Linked DNA regions of Zea mays: region 1 is linked to region 2. Evidence: chromatin contacts called from public Hi-C data. All regions are on one chromosome and are shown on one strand. The core of a region is the stretch at or near the end of the contact, and the rest is flanking DNA. Distances in the headings are between cores, read along the strand shown. Region 1 holds the start of LOC103650687 (cellulose synthase-like protein G2). Region 2 holds the start of LOC109944853 (transcription initiation factor IIA subunit 2).

Region 1 (4,490 bases), core at 401-2,900, 210 kb after region 2:
ATGGAGGCGAGGATAATGGCGGAGCGGGCGGCGGCTGATCAGAGGATGGCGGAGATGTTCCAGTACATGCAGAGCCTTGGCGCCGCACAGGGCATCGCTCCGTCACCTCCATTGTTCCCCCAGTTGACCCTACTCTCTTCCACACTCCTGTGAGTATCAAAATTGTAGTTACATGTTTGTAATGCATCTGGTATAACACATGTAATCTCTTCTCTGTGCAGGGCCAATCTGGGGCGGCATCCAACAACCCTCCGGAAGGGTTCAGCCCAACGCAGCCCAGGTCAAACCGCCCACCTCCATGAGTGGTGTTTTCATTGTTGTAGACTTCAAAACTTATGTATAATACTTATGTCTGTGTTTGATACTTATGTGAGAGCTTGCGACGTTTGAGACTTATGTTTGTGTTTAATACGTGTGTTGAACACTTATGTTTGTGATGGATATTTATGTTTGTGTTGGCTATTTATGTCTGTGATGATATCTGTGATGTATATATGTGATATGTATGTGATATCTTCTGTTTGTGTGGATGGAATACAAAAAACAAATAAAAAAGGTATATACTGGTCACTTTGCCGAGTGTTACACTCGGCAAAGAGCACAGACCTGGGCACCGGCTTAGGTTCTTTGCCGAGTGTTATGTCGCTGGCACTCGGCAAAGAGGTCGGCTTTGCCGAGTGCCGCACAAAACACTCGGCAAAGAGCCTGACATGGGGACCCTCTCTGGCGGGCTCTTTGCCGAGTGTCCCAACTGGCACTCGGCAAAGAAGACGGCTTTGCCGAGTGCTGCCAGAAAGACACTCGGCAAAGATATCTTCGTTGCCGAGTGTCAACGTTGACACTCGGCAAAGCCGCCGTCTCCATCACCCAGCGCCGTAACGGCCGCTTTTCTTTGCCGAGTGCTCCCTGGCACTCGGCAAACATCTTTGCCGAGTGCCCGACAAAAAGCACTCGACAAAGAAGGCTTTGTCGATGTACTGTTTGCCGAGCCTTCTTTGCCGAGTGTTTTTAATGCTTCGCCGAGTGCTTCAGGCACTCGGCAAAGCTATTGATTCCGGTAGTGACTCGGTGTTGTTGAAAACAGTAACCGAAGTGGGGGAATAGTGTCTGGTATTCGCGCCCTCACGTCGTTGTGGGTGGTGAAAGTAGATTTGAACGCGGTCGCATAGTCCTTTGTTGACTTCGTTGTCTTCGATGGGGTCAGTGTTCGTACATTGTGCATTAAATGCGCACGTCCTGAGGTTCTGAGAATTTTCGTCGAGGACGGGCTCGTGGCTGGACCCTCGCCCGAGATGCCCTCAGCGAGGCAGATATGCATTTTCCATCCAAGGGTGCCCCTGGTGAGTCGCAGACCCATGCAGGCGTAGCGTTCACCCGAGGATGGGCTCGAACGAAGCGTAGTTGTGCGGCCGGCAAGCGAAGCCTTGGGTGAATCGTGATTTGGTCCTACATGATCTTGGAGGTCTGGCAGCGCGTTTACTCTGTGATTCCCTGGTACTCGAGTGTTCTGGTATGATTAGGGATATAATCTGGTTACTCTTAATTATGATACCCAACAAGTAAATATAATTTAATCATAAAACTAATTATATATATAAACTAAATCACAAGACAAATTTATTAAATCTAATTAGTCCATGATTCGCTAATATGATGCTACAGTAAGCATTTGCTAATTATGAATTAATTAGGATTAAAAATTATTATCCACGTGTGTTAAAGTAAATCAGAGTATAAATTAGTTTAAGTTATACTCTAATTCATCTTAATTCACGCGGATTGAGCTGAAGGCCGTAGGGCCGTAGGGTGATGCCCAGTCCCAGTCTCGGCCGGCCAGCTCTCTTTTAGTAGAGACACTCTGCCACAGCGTAGCCTAGCATAGCGTCCACTAGCTAGCTAGCTAGCTAGCATCAGTCATGGAGGATGGCGCCGAGAAGGCGACGACACCGGATTCTTCTTCTTCGCAAGCGGCACCGCCAGCGCTGAGCGCGGTGTACGTGAACAGGCGCCTCGTGGCGGGCAACCGCGCCATGGCCGCCGTCCACGTCGCGCTGGTCGCCACGGTCATCGGCCAGCGCGCCCTGGCGCTGCTCTCTGCTGGAACCAGCAGCGCGTCGCCCGCGTCCCGGTCCCTGCAGGTGCAGCACGTGGCCATGGCGCTGGCCGACCTGACGCTGCTGTTCGTGTGGGCGCTGTCGCAGTCGGGGCTGTGGCGTCCCGTGACGCGCGCCGCGTTCCCGGGCCGGCTGCTGGCGGCGGTGCCCCGCGGCGCGCTCCCGCGCGTGGACGTGCTGGTGGTGACGGCCGACCCGGACAAGGAGCCGCCTCTCGGGGTGGTGAACACGGTGGTGTCGGCGATGGCGCTGGACTACCCCGGCGGCAAGCTGAGCGTGTACCTGTCGGACGACGCCGGGTCGCCGCTCACGCTGCTCGCCGCCCGTAAGGCCTACGCCTTCGCTGCCAGGGCCTGGGTGCCCTTCTGCAGGAGGCACTCCGTGCAGTGCCCCTGGCCGGACAGGTACTTCGCCGGCGACGACGACGACGCTGACGGCGATCGGCGGCGGGAGGAGCTCGCGGAGGAGAGGGCAAGAGTCAGGGTACATGTCTGTCTGTCTGTCTCTAGTGTTTTGCTTTTGATTAGACTATTTTTTTTCTTTTCCGGTCCCTCTGGGCGTGACGTGTGTGATGACGTCAAAGTGGCACATCGGGATGGAGTCTCCAACACACTCCAAAGTCCAAACTCCAAAGTGCCGTAATCAGTGTCACGTGGAAGTGGAACAACCATTTTCGTCCTCATGCATTGCATGCATGGTAACGAAAATAGAAAAAAAACACGAGGGTGGGGTAGTGGCCTGACGTGGACAGGTAACTGGATTAGGGCTGGTTTTGTGTGGCCTGCTGATTTATTTATTTATTTTTCAGAAACTATACGAGAAGTTGAAAGCGGATATAGAGGCGGCTAAGAATGACGAGACTATTTCTGGGAGCTGGTCAAAAGACAAACGTCAGAATCACGATGCTTACGTGGAGGTAAAACTTGTTACTCACTCCCTTCTAATGACCGAGGAAAATTAAGAGTGAGATTGGTTGAAGACTCAATTAGACCGAAAAGACTTTATTCTAGTTTTTAAGAATAGAGTTATTTTATTATGTGTTTTGTAAGTAAATCAAATATCTAGAAAATAGAAATAAAGTTTCTCAGCTTCTTTCTTATTAAATACCGACGCACCATAAGAGCATCCGATCCGTGGCAGATCATCGAAGACGGCGACGGCGTTGAGGAGATTCCGGCGCTGGTGTACGTAGCCCGCGAGAAGCGGAGAGCGTGGCCTCACCACTTCAAGGCCGGCGCTCTCAACGCCCTGGTACATTATAGGCACAGATTTTGTAGTAATCTGGTCTGGACTGGAACAACAACAACAACAATAATAATAATGGATCATGCATGCATGCAGCTGCGAGTGTCGGGCGTGGTGAGCAACGCGCCCTACGTGCTGGTCCTCGACTGTGACATGGCCTGCAACAGCCGCGCCTCCGCCCTGGACGCCATGTGCTTCCTCCTCGACCGCAGGCCGCCGCCGGACAGCCTCGCCTTCGTGCAGTTCCCGCAGCTGTTCCACAACCTCAGCCACAAGGACATCTACGCCAACGAGCTCAGATACATCTTCGGGGTATATATATACTAGCTAGCTACCTACCATGCATCTTAATTTGCTTATTGCTTGTCGTTAACCCCGCCGCCGATCGTCCGTCCGTCCGTATCAGACCCGATGGTTCGGCCTGGACGGCGTCCGGGGCCCTCCCCTCTCCGGCTCCGGCTTCTACGTCAGGAGAGACGCGCTTTACGGGGCCACACCGACCGCGGACTTCATGCCCGATGCCACCGCCGTCGCCGAGCTCAAGACAAGGTTCGGCCACTCCGACCGTCTCGTGGCATCCTTACGCAGCCCCGGCGTTCCACCAGAAGCAGAAGCGATGATGTCCCTTGCGGCGCTGGCCTCCTGCGCATACGAGGCCGGCACCGCCTGGGGCGCCGGCGTCGGCTTCATGTACCAGTCGGTGGTGGAGGACTACTTCACGGGGTTCCAGCGCTTCTTCGCCCGGGGGTGGACCTCCGCCTACTGCTACCCGGAGCCGCGCCCGGCGTTCCTCGGCAGCGTGCCCACCAACCTCAACGACGTGCTGGTCCAGAACAAGCGCTGGATGTCCGGCATGCTCGCCGTCGGCGTCTCCAGGCGCCACTCCCCGCTCGCCTGCCGCCCGCTCCTCCGGGCCTCCCTGCTCCAGGCCATGGCCTACGCCTACTTCGGCTTCGCCGCGCTCTGCGCCGTCCCCGTGCTCTGCTACGCCACCCTGCCGCAGCTCTGCCTCCTCCGGGGCGTCCCGCTATTCCCCTGCCCCGCCGCCACCGCGGCGGCGTTCGCGTCCTCGCTTCTGCAGCACATGGCGGAGGTGTGCGTGTCCAGGCGGGGTAGGCTGGACCTGCGCAC
Region 2 (4,588 bases), core at 241-2,740:
GGGACTGCGGGAGAGGCGGAGGAGGAGGGAATTCGAAATCTGGCTTCTTATATACGGACGGAGACGGAGACGGAGGTGGGAGAAGAGGGATTATATAGGACGGATCGGATCCTGTTCATTCTCTTCCGCATGTCGGTGCCAGTTATTGATTCTACCCCTCCAGATTGCCATTTGGTTATTGGCATACAACTGTCAGCTGTACAAGGACGACCGCACACATCTCATCTCATCTCCTCCCCTCCCCCTCTCCTTTGGATCATTTGTCGTTTTTCTTTTCTTTTTTTCCTTTTCCTTTTCTTTAGTTAACACACAAAAAATACTTCTTTTATAGTTGGAAGACGTTTGGTTAGACTAAATATAACACGATCCAATTACACTTGTAAACAGATACCAATACAATCATTTGTTTAAGTGTGGTAGGTAATGGAATACCCTGTAATCAAATATCGATCCATTCATCTACCCAGTGAATCCATACCGATGCCTTCGTGACGGTATCGTCTCCCCCGTGTGAACTCCCTCGCATTCCTCTCCTCACGCCGCCTCCACTCGTGCAGTCGCCTCCCTTCGCGCCGCCGCCTCTCCTCGCGTCGTCGACCGCCTCTCACCGGTGAGGATGTATCCTCCTCTCTATCCCTCCCTCTCCCTCTTGCATCCAGCTTTATCCCCAAGTTTTCTCCGAAACCCTAACCTCCCCGCGCGCCCGTGAGTATAGCAGCACGTCCTGAGCCTACAACAAAGTTGATGCTCGGTGGGTTTTGGAGCCTTGTTTGTGAGGTTCGGTCGATTTTACAGGCAGTCTAACGATCTGCTCCTGGTACTTCTGGTTCAGGGCGCCACCTCATCAGGTACTGCTAGCTGGAAGCTTTGTACCCCTTGAAAAAGTTCAGATTTGATTTCTACTTGATGTGGTGGTCTGGATCTGGTTCATTTGTCTTTGGGGTCTTGAGATGCTCATGATGATTCCATGATGATTAGTATGTGATTAGTAAATACCACTATGTCGTGCCTTCCACTCTCTCTATCTCTCTGTGATAAAAAAGTCGCATTTTTAGTCCAGAGAAGTTAGGGAAATGCAAGGAAGAACAACATTTTGTTGTAGCTAGGTGAGGAGGAGAGGGAACGAAGCTCAATTTAGATATCTAATAAATAGTATCCTCCTTCCTGACCTACAGATGATTTTGCAGGGAACATGATATGATTCCCAACACGAAAGCTAAAGCTTTGGTTCAAATGACCATATATTCTCATCTTTTAAGGGCCCCTCTTCTGCTTATGGATGAGATTGATAATCCAGAAACGGGCAATAGGACGGTTTGGGTCAGATAATCTAGAAACCGGCAAATAATCATGACCTCAAGAATATATGCATCTTCTACTCATGTTGATTTCCAGCATTGAAATCTATGTCTACTATACATATATTAACGCCATTATGGCCCGTCTAGTTTGAATTTCCTGATCTTATTTTACTATATTATCCTTGAACATCACTATGGTTCGTCTTCCTTTATCTACATGAATAGTGAAAGTCGCCTAGAGGGGGGGGGGTGAATAGGGCGAAACTGAAATTCACAAAATTAATCACAACTACAAGTCGGGTTAGCGTTAGAAATATAATTGAGTCTGAGAGAGAGGGTGCAAAACAAATCGCAAGCGAATAAAGAGTGTGACACGCGGATTTGTTTTACCGAGGTTCGGTTCTTGCAAACCTACTCCCCGTTGAGGTGGTCACAAAGACCGGGTCTCTTTCAACCCTTTCCCTCTCTCAAACGGTCCCTTGGACCGAGTGAGCTTTTCTTCTCAATCACTTGGAACACAAAGTTCCCACAAGGATCACCACACGATTGGTGTCTCTTGCCTCAATTACAAGTGAGCTTGATCTCAAGAAAGAATGAGAAAGAAAGAAATCCAAGCGCAAGAACTCAAAACAACACAACAAATCACTCTCACTTAACACTAAAGCTTTTGTGGAATTGGGAGAGGATTTGATCACTTGGGTGTGTCTTGTATTGAATGCCTAGCTCTTGTAAGTGGTTGGAAGTGTGAAAACTTGGATGACTTGAATGTGGGGTGGTTGGGGGTATTTATAACCCCAACCACCAAACTAGCCGTTTGGTGGAGGCTGCTGTCGCATGGCGCACCGGACAGTCCGGTGCGCCACCGGACAGTGTCCGGTGCGCCAGCCACGTCACCAGGCCGTTGGGTTCCGACCGTTGGAGCTCTGACTTGTGGGCCCGCCTGGCTGTCCGATGGAGCACCGGACAAGTCCTGTAGACTGTCCGGTGTGCCACCCGCGCGTGCTGGCGCGCATTTAATGCATTGCAGTCGACCGTTGGCGCGAAGTAGTCGTTGCTCCGCTGGCTCACCGGACAGTCCAGTGTGCACCGGACATGTCCGGTGAATTATAGCGGAGCGGAAATCCGAAGCTGGCGAGTTCAGAGTCGCTCTCCTCTGGGGCACCGGACACTGTCCGGTAAATTATAGCCAAGCGCCTCTGAAAATTCCCGAAGGTGCGAAGTTTGGCTTGGAGTCCCCTGGTGCATTGGACACTGTCCGGTGGCACACCGGACAGTCCGGTGCGCCAGACCAGGGCTGCCTTCGGTTATCCCTTGCTCTCTTTTGTTGAACCCTTTCTCTTAGTCTTTTTATTGGCTAAGTGTGAACCTTTGGCACCTGTATAACTTATAGACTAGAGCAAACTAGTTAGTCCAATTATTTGTGTTGGACAATTCAACCACCAAAATCAATTAGGAAATAGGTGTAAGCCTAATTCCCTTTCAATCTCCCCCTTTTTGGTGATTGATGCCAACACAAACCAAAGCAAATATAGAAGCGCATAATTGAACTAGTTTGCATAATGTAAGTGCAGAGGTTACTTGGAATTGAGCCAATATACATACTTATAAGATATGCATGGATTGTTTCTTTTATTTTTGACATTATGGGCCACGCTTGCACCACTTGTTTTGTTTTTGCAAATTCATTTGTAAATCCTTTTCAAAGTCCTTTTGCAAATAGTCAAAGGTAAATGAATAAGAGTTTTGAGAAGCATTTTCAAGATTTGAAAATTTCTCCCCCCTGTTTCAAATGCTTTTCCTTTGACTAAACAAAACTCCCCCTTGATAAATTCCTCCTCTTAGTGTTCAAGAGGGTTTTAAGATACTGATTTTGAAAATACTACTTTCTCCCCCTTTTGAACACAATGAGATACCAATTTGAAAAATCATACCAATTGAAAAACGCTTTTTTTTTTAAATTAGGTGGTGGTGCGGTTCTTTTGCTTTGGGCTCATGCTCTCTCCCCCTTTGGCATAAATCACCAAAAACGGAATCATTAGAGCCCTCGAAATAACTTTCTCCCCGTTTGGTAAAAGACATATGAGTGAAGATTATATCAAAAGATGGAGAGATGCTCGGAGCGACGGCGAAGGATGAGTGACGTAGTGGAAGCCTTTGTCTTCGCCGAAGACTCCAATTCCCTTTCAATACACCTATGACTTGTTTTGAAATTCACTTGAAAACATATTAGTCATAGCACATGAAAGAGATATTGTAACGCCCTGAATTTGGGGTAGAATTTTTTTTCCTTCTTCTCCCCCACCAAATTCAGGCGTTACCATTTCCTTTTCCCTTTTCTCCTCGCTAAACCTTGATCTTTTCCAAAGTTATAGCGGGTTTTGGCTTTAGATCTTGTGTAAAGCAAAACCCTAAAATGCTTTATTTTGTTTGCCGCACCATGCCGAGCTATGCATTTATTTTGTTTGGTTGAGATTGTGGAAATCAATCATCTAAAATTGAAGAAAAGGAAAACCTTTTTCTCTCTTCCCTCCCCCCTCCTTCCTCATTTCGGCCCAGCCGCCCCCCCCCCTTGGCGCGCGCGGCCCAGCCGGCCGGCCCAACCGGCCTTTTCCCCCCTTCCCGCGTGGGCCCCGCGGCGGCCCAGCCGCCCCCCCTCCCCCGCCGTGGGCCGGCCCAGCCGCGCCTCCCTCCCCCTTTGGGCCCAAGCGGCCCAGCCGCCCCCTTCCCCTTTTTTTCTTCCAAAATTTCCCTCCCCGCGGGCCCCGCCCGTCATTCTCCCTCCCTCTCTCCCTCTCCCTAACCCTAACCGCCGCCGCCGTCGCCCTAGGGCCGCCGCTGCCCCTTCCCCCGCGCCGTGGGCGCGCTCGCCCCAGCCTCGGCCGCCCCTCCGGCGAGCCGCCCCGCCCCGCCCCGTCCCGTGCCCGGCTCGGCCTCCCCCGTCGCGCCCGTCCCCGGCGAGCCCCGCCCCTGCTCAGCCGCCCCTCCCCGGCGTGGTGGCCGGCCGTGTCCTCGCCCCGCCCGTGCCTCGCCCGCCGTGGTCCGCGGCGTCCTCGCTCGCCCGTGCTCGCTTGCCCCGGCGTGCTTGCCCGCTCGCCCCGCCGTGCCTTGCTCGCGTCGTGACGGCCCCGGCGCGGCCTCGAGCTCGGCTAGCGCGCGGCCCCGACGTGCGCACAGCTAGTTCGCGGCGCGTGCGTGCGGCCTCGCGCGCATGCCCGCGTAATGCGCAGTGCCTTGGCACGATCGTCGTGCCTTCGTCTACCCCCCGTATCTTATGCACGCTAATCACG

The links. Hi-C and Micro-C count contacts between places; a contact is called where the count stands out from the background.
Region 1: a contact with region 2 is called in a Hi-C map of leaf, with 8 times the contacts expected there. The contact joins the promoter of LOC103650687 here to the promoter of LOC109944853 in region 2. A contact is called at or near these places in 2 of 25 Hi-C or Micro-C datasets (both in leaf) and 1 of 3 datasets of contacts at active chromatin or transcription factors (leaf).

The regions. Positions count from the first base shown.
Region 1 is chr3:147,100,696-147,105,185 of Zm-B73-REFERENCE-NAM-5.0, forward strand. It overlaps LOC103650687 (cellulose synthase-like protein G2), which reads left to right and starts at 1,651. Exons shown (of 5, transcript XM_020550344.3): 1 at 1,651-2,597; 2 at 2,923-3,030; 3 at 3,255-3,365; 4 at 3,456-3,671; 5 at 3,766-4,490. The coding sequence starts at 1,917.
Region 2 is chr3:146,887,647-146,892,234 of Zm-B73-REFERENCE-NAM-5.0, forward strand. It overlaps LOC109944853 (transcription initiation factor IIA subunit 2), which reads right to left and starts at 1,491. Exons shown (of 4, transcript XM_020550340.3): 1 at 479-1,491. The coding sequence starts at 526.